Linked DNA regions of Mus musculus: all the other regions are linked to region 3. Evidence: chromatin contacts called from public Micro-C and promoter capture Hi-C data. All regions are on one chromosome and are shown on one strand. The core of a region is the stretch at or near the end of the contact, and the rest is flanking DNA. Distances in the headings are between cores, read along the strand shown. Region 1 holds the start of Ccdc22 (coiled-coil domain containing 22). Region 2 overlaps Clcn5 (chloride channel, voltage-sensitive 5). Region 3 holds the start of 2010204K13Rik (RIKEN cDNA 2010204K13 gene).

The links. Promoter capture Hi-C pulls out the DNA fragments that hold promoters and counts their contacts. A called contact is a pair of places that touch in the nucleus more often than the background predicts.
Region 1: a contact with region 3 is called in a promoter capture Hi-C map of liver, with 7 times the contacts expected there. The contact joins the promoter of Ccdc22 here to the promoter of 2010204K13Rik in region 3. A contact is called at or near these places in 17 of 39 promoter capture datasets (the 3T3-L1 cell line, the C10 cell line, the SN4741 cell line and 8 more), 6 of 484 Hi-C or Micro-C datasets (cortical neurons, embryonic fibroblasts, muscle stem cells and 3 more), 15 of 115 datasets of contacts at active chromatin or transcription factors (the 230-238 cell line, the NIH/3T3 cell line, astrocytes and 8 more) and 5 of 9 other capture datasets (adipose tissue, embryonic stem cells, liver and 2 more).
Region 2: a contact with region 3 is called in a Micro-C map of muscle stem cells, with 2.7 times the contacts expected there. The contact joins the enhancer-like site here to the promoter of 2010204K13Rik in region 3. A contact is called at or near these places in 1 of 39 promoter capture datasets (the SN4741 cell line), 1 of 484 Hi-C or Micro-C datasets (muscle stem cells) and 2 of 115 datasets of contacts at active chromatin or transcription factors (both in the 230-238 cell line).

The regions. Positions count from the first base shown.
Region 1 is chrX:7,603,986-7,606,685 of GRCm38.p6, reverse strand. It overlaps Ccdc22 (coiled-coil domain containing 22), which reads left to right and starts at 1,266. Exons shown (of 17, transcript NM_138603.3): 1 at 1,266-1,442; 2 at 2,349-2,526. The coding sequence starts at 1,393.
Region 2 is chrX:7,281,473-7,284,172 of GRCm38.p6, reverse strand. All of the region lies in intron 2 of Clcn5 (chloride channel, voltage-sensitive 5), which reads left to right. Among named protein-coding and RNA genes, the nearest start is that of Mir532, 34 kb to the right of the region's middle. Within about 2 kb of position 1,337, at least 11 of the 459 cell types and tissues checked have an H3K27ac peak or open chromatin away from gene starts, as enhancers often do. A contact at or near this core is called in muscle stem cells, where this site is marked.
Region 3 is chrX:7,421,704-7,424,403 of GRCm38.p6, reverse strand. It overlaps 2010204K13Rik (RIKEN cDNA 2010204K13 gene), which reads left to right and starts at 1,416. Exons shown (of 2, transcript NR_027924.1): 1 at 1,416-1,525.

The sequences.
Region 1 (2,700 bases), core at 17-2,516, 180 kb before region 3:
TCTTTGAGACAAATGACAAAAAATAAAAACAAAAACAAAAACAAAATACCAAAACACCACCACCAACAACAAAAAACCCCAAAACCAAAAAACAAAAAAGCCAAATCCATTTTGAAAAAGAACAAGACAACAAGATGGGAGGGCTTGCCATATATGATATCAAGACTCATTGTAAATCTACAGTAATTAAAAATAGAATACAGTCAGGGGCGGTGGTACAAGCCTTTAATCCTAGCACTTGGGAGAAAGAAATATTATTATTACAATTTTGAGGCCAGCCTGGGCTACATTGCAAGATTTTGTTGTCTGAAAACCAAACCAAAGCAAGACAGGATAGCACAACGAGAGGAGAAAGAGAGAGAGAGAGAGAGAGAGAGAGAGAGAGAGAGAGAGAGAGAGAGAGAGCTTAGTTCAGAAACTGAGTCAAGTATGTGATGTGTATGTGTGATTATGACAAATGTTAGCACTACTGGATAGTAGAGACAAAAGAGGCTGTTCAATAAGGAATGGTTTCATAAGGAGGTGATCTCCTTCTGTAGCCCAATCTACACTTGGGACAGGTGCTGAGATTACAGATGTTTACCACTACGCCTGGTCTAGTAATTCTTTGCTTTTTCCATCTATTTTGTGTGCATGATAGTGGTACTGCTGCACATGTGTAGATGTCAGAGGACATTTTGTAGGAGTCCATTCTCTTTTTATGTCTCTTGGGTCCCAGGGAGGATCGACCTCAGTTTGTTGTGGTTGGTGGTTAAGTAGGTTTACTCGAGCAATGACGTTTGTTTTATTTATTTAAAATCTATTTATGATCCTTTTGTGTGTGCTCACGAGCATAAATGTGTCACAGTGCACACGTGGAATTCAGACTCTTATCAAGTCATTTCCTGCCTTCCACCATGTGGATCTCAGGGAGAGAACTCAGGTTGTGAGGCTATCCTGAGTCACATCCCCAGTCGTAGCAATTATGTCTTAACCCTAGGAAGAAGGTATTATCCAAATTCTCACTTTACAGATGAGGCTAGCAAGACACGGGGGAACAGTCATTTTGTACACGTATAAACTTTTATAGCTTGGAAGATGAACGTGTCTTATAAATGAAAATTTTTCTCTGTCCTGTCTCTCAACTCCCCAGCCCATTTCCTTTTTTTTTCCCTTGGAGGAGACCATGGGACTACAAGTGAAAGAACTACAACTTCCAGGAGCCATTACGTAATTCACACCCCGCCTCCAGCGCCGCTGCCTGCGCAACGCTCACTCCTTAGAACTACATTTCCCAATGTTCCTCGCGCGGCACGTGACTCTCTGTCCTCGCCGCGCCGAGAGCAGCGCGGAGAGCTCCAATTTCTCTGATCTGGTCCTAGACCCAGCCCCGGAGTTAGAATTAACTCCACCATGGAGGAGGCTGACCGAATCCTCATCCATTCCTTGCGCCAGGCGGGCACGTAAGTACGCAACCCCCAGTCGCCTCCAATTGCTCACATCCGGGACTCCAAATCCTAGGACCCCCATTACCCGGGAACCTTAAAATGAAGACCTTGACACCCAAAGGCCCAAACTTACAGGATTCCGAAGCCTCTCCTCCTCCTCCCTGCTTACACTCTAACATCATGACTTTCCTAAATACTTTGATGTGGACATTGGGTAAAACCTCGAGGACTCAGACACCTTACAAACTGAGACCTGCATATGCTGGGATCCTGATATCTAGAGGTTCCAGGACACCCACACCAGGAAACTGATAACACAGGAGTCTGGCACCCAGAGTCTCCAGAATTCCTGAGACTGGCAACTTGATCTTCGAACAATAACTCCTGAAACTCCCAGGACTTATCAAAATACCAGGGCCCTACATTCTGACAGTAGCAGCACTTGGTAACACAGGAACACAAAGGATGCACTATTTGAGGGACCTAAAAGTCCTTGATGCCAAAATTTAGGATGCCCGATTTTTTATTTCTATTTATTGACCCTGACATTTGAGACTTCTGAAAACTCCAGCCTCTTCCTATGTAGCTTTCCCAAACCTCGTAGATCTAGGAGGCCTTGCCATGCAAAGAACAATGTCCTGGTGCCCAGAAATATGGAGACTGTGCCACTTGGACCATTTTCACTTTTGCAGATCCCAGAGGTTGGAAACTTTGAAGTGTAGGGGAGTTTGAGACTTTTCTGAATTCAGGTCACCCTCATTCACCGAGGTCTTAGGACTAAGTAAAGGTCATAGTCACCAGCACCCAGGATCTGTTGAAGCCTTGGTTGTTCCCTGCCCCGACCTGGATTCTAGAGCATTCCCTCTCTAGAAGTCTGTACTTTGTTTCCTAACTACTCAAGCCTGGTGCTTTCCTTTTTAGGGCAGTTCCTCCAGAAGTGCAGACTCTGCGAGCTTTCACCACTGAGCTGGTCGTAGAGGCTGTGGTCCGATGCCTTCGAGTGATTAATCCTGATGTGGGCTCTGGCCTCAGTCACTTGCTACCACCAGCCATGTCTGCCCGCTTCCGCCTGGCCATGAGTCTGGCCCAGGCCTGCATGGTGAGTGCCCTCCTCCCAGTGTGCACACTGTCTTCCTTCCTTTTTCACAAAGTCGCCAAGTTCTTTGACACTTGCCTTCTTCTCTGTCCCTTTGTATAGCTAAAGCTGCTGCCTCTGTAGCCAAACTGTGTGACTAGTTCAGACCCTACCTAGTTCAGTTCACGCTTTCTGTGT
Region 2 (2,700 bases), core at 88-2,587, 140 kb after region 3:
GGATTTTTAAAGCCCATTCAGACAAAAATTAAGTTCATTTATATTTGCATTTTGACCCAAGATATGGTTTATCTTAGTAAGTTTTCCATGTCCATTTGAAGGGAACAGATATCCTATTCTTGGGCGGAAGGTTTGGTGTCAGCAGGATACAATTGTTTGCTAGAAAGTTTCAAATTTTCTCTCTTTTTCTAGTTTTCTATTTGTTCTATCAATTGTTGAAAGAGTGGTGTTAAAATCTCCAACTGTAATTATGTTGTGGAGTTATTCATCTTTGTTCATAGTTTTAGCTTCTAATATTTGAAGCTTGGTTGTTAGGTACCTATAAATTTAGCATTATTGTGTTAATTGATTGTGTCAACTGATCATTTTTTGTGCCTGCTGGTAGAGTTTGTTACAAAATCTACTTTTCAGCATTCTTTTGGTTAGTGTTCATGTGCTGTTTACTTTCTTGGCATTGTACTTTTAATTATTTGCATCATTATATTTAGATGGCCTTTTGTATATAGTCAGTACATCCTTGCTTTTTAAATCCAGTCTTCAGATTTCTACCTTTAATTCAATTGTTTGGAGCATTTACATTTTGAAATAACTTTATTGAGATGTACTTTTCATATTATACAATTTGCCCATTTAAAATGTACAATTGATTTATTCAAGACAAGATGGTTTTATGTGACCAAGACTAATTTATGTAGCTCAGGTTGGGCTAGAACTCAAAGCAGTTTTCTTGCCTCTCTTAAGTTCTAAGATTGTACTATCTGCTGCCATGCCCAGTTAAAAGTGTACAGTTGAATAGTTAAAAACTACATTTATAGTTGAAAAACCATCACAAATTATAACTTAACATTTTCATTCTTTTAAAAGAAACTTTGTACTCATTAGCAGTGACTTTTTATTTCCTCAACCCCATCCTAGGCAACTGCCGATCTACTTCTTGTCTAAAGACCTGTCTATTCTAGACATTTCCTATAAATGGAACCATATGCTATGTGGTCATTTGTGCCTAGCTTCTTTTAACTGAGCGCATTTATTTTCAAGGTTTACCCGTGCTGCAGCAGGCAAAGTACTTCATTTTATGGCCGAATAATACACCATTGAGCAGCAGCAGCACACTTGAGCTAGCCATTCATCACTTGATGGATGTTTGACTTGCTTCATTTTTCGCCCATCATGAATGATGCTACTATGAATATTCCCCTATAAAGTTTTGGGTGGACATAGGTTTTCATTTTTCTTGGCTGTATATCTAGGAGAGGAATTTCTAGGTCATGTGGTAACTATGTTTAGTATTCCTGAGCAATTACCAAGCTGTTGGCTAGAGCAGCTGCACACTGCATCTCCAGCAGCCATGTATGGAGGCTCCAGTTCTCATCCTTGCTCACAGTTGCTACTGTCTATCATGTTATTGTTCCATTTGAGTAGGCATTTCTTAATTTCTTTTAACAGTGGTTTGGAGTTTTACCAATACAAACTTGGTCATTTTTCTAGTACATTTACTACTAAGTATTTTATTTACTTTCATGAAATTCTTCAATAGTTGTTTTTTTAAATACCATTTCAGATTGGACAGTGTATAAAATTGCATGGAGTTTTTTTTTTTTTTTACTGGCCTACTGACCTAGTAACACACAATCCTAATGAATTCATTTACCTGGTCAGATTGGCTTTTTAAAAAGTGAATTTCTGAGGACTTTCTGTATATTAAGATCACACCAGCCTCCGCATGGTGGCTCCCATTTGTAACTCCAGCACTTAGGAGTCTTAGGAGTTCATTGTCATCTTCAGCTGCTGTTGGAAGTCTGGCTGGGTTACCTAGTTAGATCCTATTTCCAAACAAACACAACAACACAAAAGGTTATGGCAGCTCTAGTTAGAGATACTTTCGCTCTTTCTCCTACCTCATTGGCCTGGCTAGAGCTTACAGCACCATATTGACTAGCTGTGTGACTGTGTCTGAAGCTAGCATTTGGTCCTTTAACCTCTAGGCTTATCAGAGATAAGCCTTTAATTGAATGGTTTTATGTTGTGAAAAGGAATGAAACCTGTGCTCTAAGAGGGAGCCGAGTAAGTGTGATCAGGGCTCAGTGATCTTAGCCCTGTGTAGGGCTACCCCATAAGTGGAAGATGCTAGGATGAAGGGAGAGCTGGTCATTTTTGCTACCAGCCTACAATGGAACTCTGCTCTGGGGTGTGGGGAAGAACCAGAAACAAGAGCAACCCACTCCTGATTGGGAGCTGGGAGAAAGAAGCACCCGGATCTTCTTGGCTACTCGGCTTGGCATCAGTGTAACCTAGAAATGAGGGCTGATGGTACAAACAAAAGTAGGTTAAGATGAGATCCCAGCCCTGCTCCCCGGTCCTGTTGAGATTTACTGCATTTCCTGGAATGTGTGCTTGTCTGCTGTCTGAGTATCCTTGGGAAAATCTCCAAACACGTGAAGGGATGGATTGCCTTTAAATTACCTTTTCTTAAAAACCAGTTAAACTGTTGTTCTTCTAGCAAGACAATTAGCCAAGGTCCGTACTCTGCCCTTGTTGAAGGTCCAGGGAAAGCCTTGAGCTCAGAATTTTAAACATGGAAATTACTTAAAAATCTGGACAAACGGAGCCCAGAACACCCTTCCGTCCTTTACTCAGATTCCCCTATTTTATTTTTGCTTTATGTTCTCTGTGACCTGCTCTGCAAATTCTTTATCTGAA
Region 3 (2,700 bases), core at 167-2,666:
ATGTCATATATGTTTATATATATGGATTCTGACTGCTCTAATCCTTACTTTCTTGTCTCTCTCTCACCCCTGTCCTCCCTTTCCTACACTCATGGCTTCTTGTTTTGTGACATACTCAGTTTAAAAAGGGTTGCTTATGTGACTGTAACTGTGGAGTTATGCACTGGACCTGGCTGGCTTCCCTAGTGGGTACATATCTGAAGATAATGATATCCGGTCTTCCAGAGTCTACCAATAGCCAATAGTTCCCCAGGGTCCTGTAAGTACTGACAAGGTAGGTAAGGGGAGGTGCTGCTTCAAGTAGGGTAGCCTTGGGAGCCTTGTCCTCTTTGAGTCTCAATTTTGTCACCTTTAAAATGCTACCAATTACTACCCCACAGGGTTTCCACACGTTGGCACTGTGCGGTGGTGTAAAGAGGTGCCCTGTCCCCAAAGGCACTGTGAACATTGCCTGTATCCAAATCTGAACTTTCTCAAAACTATAGCTTAAGGACCTGAATATACCAGAGATGGGGACCAGTCCCACTTGCTGCCCATTAACAGGCTTGCCTTACACCTCACCACGCTTTCTTGCTGCTGCAGAGAGTCCGCTCTCTTCTTCCACATTTCATTGTCACCTCAGGCTGCAATATATCAGGTGACACACTTGCTGTTCTCAGGTGAGGACAGTCACGTCCTACTCCAGATCTGTAAATGAGGTCCACAGGCCAGTGTGGCCTCAGCTCACATCTGCTATCAAGATACTGTCCTAATTAGAAAAAGCAAGCTGTAGAACAGTGTGTACAATATATTTGTGTGCATTGTAAGATAAACATATGAAGTATGCTTATGTATTTGTAAACAAATTATGAAGGAATATGTGAGGAGTTACGCTTTTGACTAGTTCTAATGGGAAGAAAGGAGACTTTTTACTCATTATTATAATTTGAAAGTTGTTACCAGGAATACAGTTTCTTTCATAATAAAAAACCTTTAAGTAAAAACATAGATAACATATAGAAACATATAGTCATGTGTTGTATGATGATGTTTGATCAACAGACCACATATATGATGGTGATCCTGTAAGACTGTGATGAGGATGAAATAAATTCTTATTGCCAAAAGATGGCAGAGCAATTGCCAAATAAGTAACACTACAGTACTCATATGTGTGTGGTGACGCTGGTGTAAATGCAGATGCAGTACTAAAAATAGGTAACAGCCAAACTCCACAGGTATCTGCAGCTCTTGGTTTGCTCATCTGTGAAATCATAGCTAATCCATAGGGCCACAATCCATAGGACCACTGTGCTCATTGAATGACTCACGCTCAGGAAATGCTTCTGCTTAGCAAAATAATGGTATAGAAGAGGCAGAAGGCAGGCTGGTTTGATGTGATAATCTCTTTCGCCACCTTGTGGTTGGTGACGCACAAGTCAGCCGTGCCGCGACACGTGTTAATAAGCAGAGACTCGAGCTTCCTCCAAGTTTGGACCTTAGTGGGCCGGATGATTTGGAACTTGGAGAACTGAGAAATAAAAACGTAAGTAGGTAGCTTATGGCTCTTTCATTTTAGGTCCTTATTGTCTAGACGCTTTACTTACATTCCCTACGCGTGCGTGCGTGCGCGCGTGCACGAGCACACGGGGAAACTCCCCCCTCCCCCCTGCCCCCGGTACTTAAAGAAGGTAAAATGTGCGTGTGTGTGCGTGTGTGCGCGCGTGTGTGTGTGCGTGCGCGCGCGCGCGTGTAAGGTGTTCGTGCTGGTGACTACAGAGGTTACAAGAGGGGCATTGGATCGATCCCCCCCCCCCGAACGTGAGTTATGGACCACCACGTGGGTCTTAGGAATTGAACCCAGACCCTCTGTGAGAATTAAGTGCTCTCAACTATTTATGCATCTTCCCACCTCCAAGTGTTAGTTTCCACAAGTAGATGTTGTGGATGTTCTAGAGACATAGTTCGGAACTCAACCACAGCAGTGTCCATGCGGACAAGAAGAGGGAACATACATGTTTCTACTACTTAGTCTCTAAATCAGATTTCTAGCCAGCTACAAGTTTCTTTGAGCTCCCTAATAGGTCGAGGGGGAGGGGCGTGCACACACACATACCCATGCCATCTATCATCTATATCATCTGTCGTCTACCTTGTTACCTAAGGAAGGAAAACCAGTGTCCCTGCGCAGAAATGTATGTGAGCTAAACACTCAAACACATAAGATAAATAAATCTTAGTTGATTCTAATCCTTACTGTCCCTTGGTCATGGTCTATCACATCCATGGGGCATGGCTTCTGCCAGGCAGTTCTTGTTTTCCTCATGAGCCAAAGTTGTATGGAAGAGCATCCAATCAGTAGAACCTACTAGGGCATAGTCCTTCCCCTAGGCTAAGCTTGGGTTTCCATCCGAGGGAGGCAGGACTCTGAATGGAAGGATTTCTGAAAAAATTACAAGGACTGTTGAGAAATGCTTGGGTAAGGCAGGGAACCATGAGTACTTCAGATCTTGTCTTCCTTTCCCAGATCCAGCTCTCCCAACAACAGTAGGCTTGAGAGATGTATGGCCCAGGCACACCTGGGAATCTAGAGCTGCCTAATTTTTGGTTAGGTTACATTTAAGCTATTTTCTGGGTAGGTAATGTGTTAACAAATGGGAGGGTTGTTTTTGGACTAGGGTCTCCACTGGAGTATGGATCATGCTGTCTAATTTACCATTG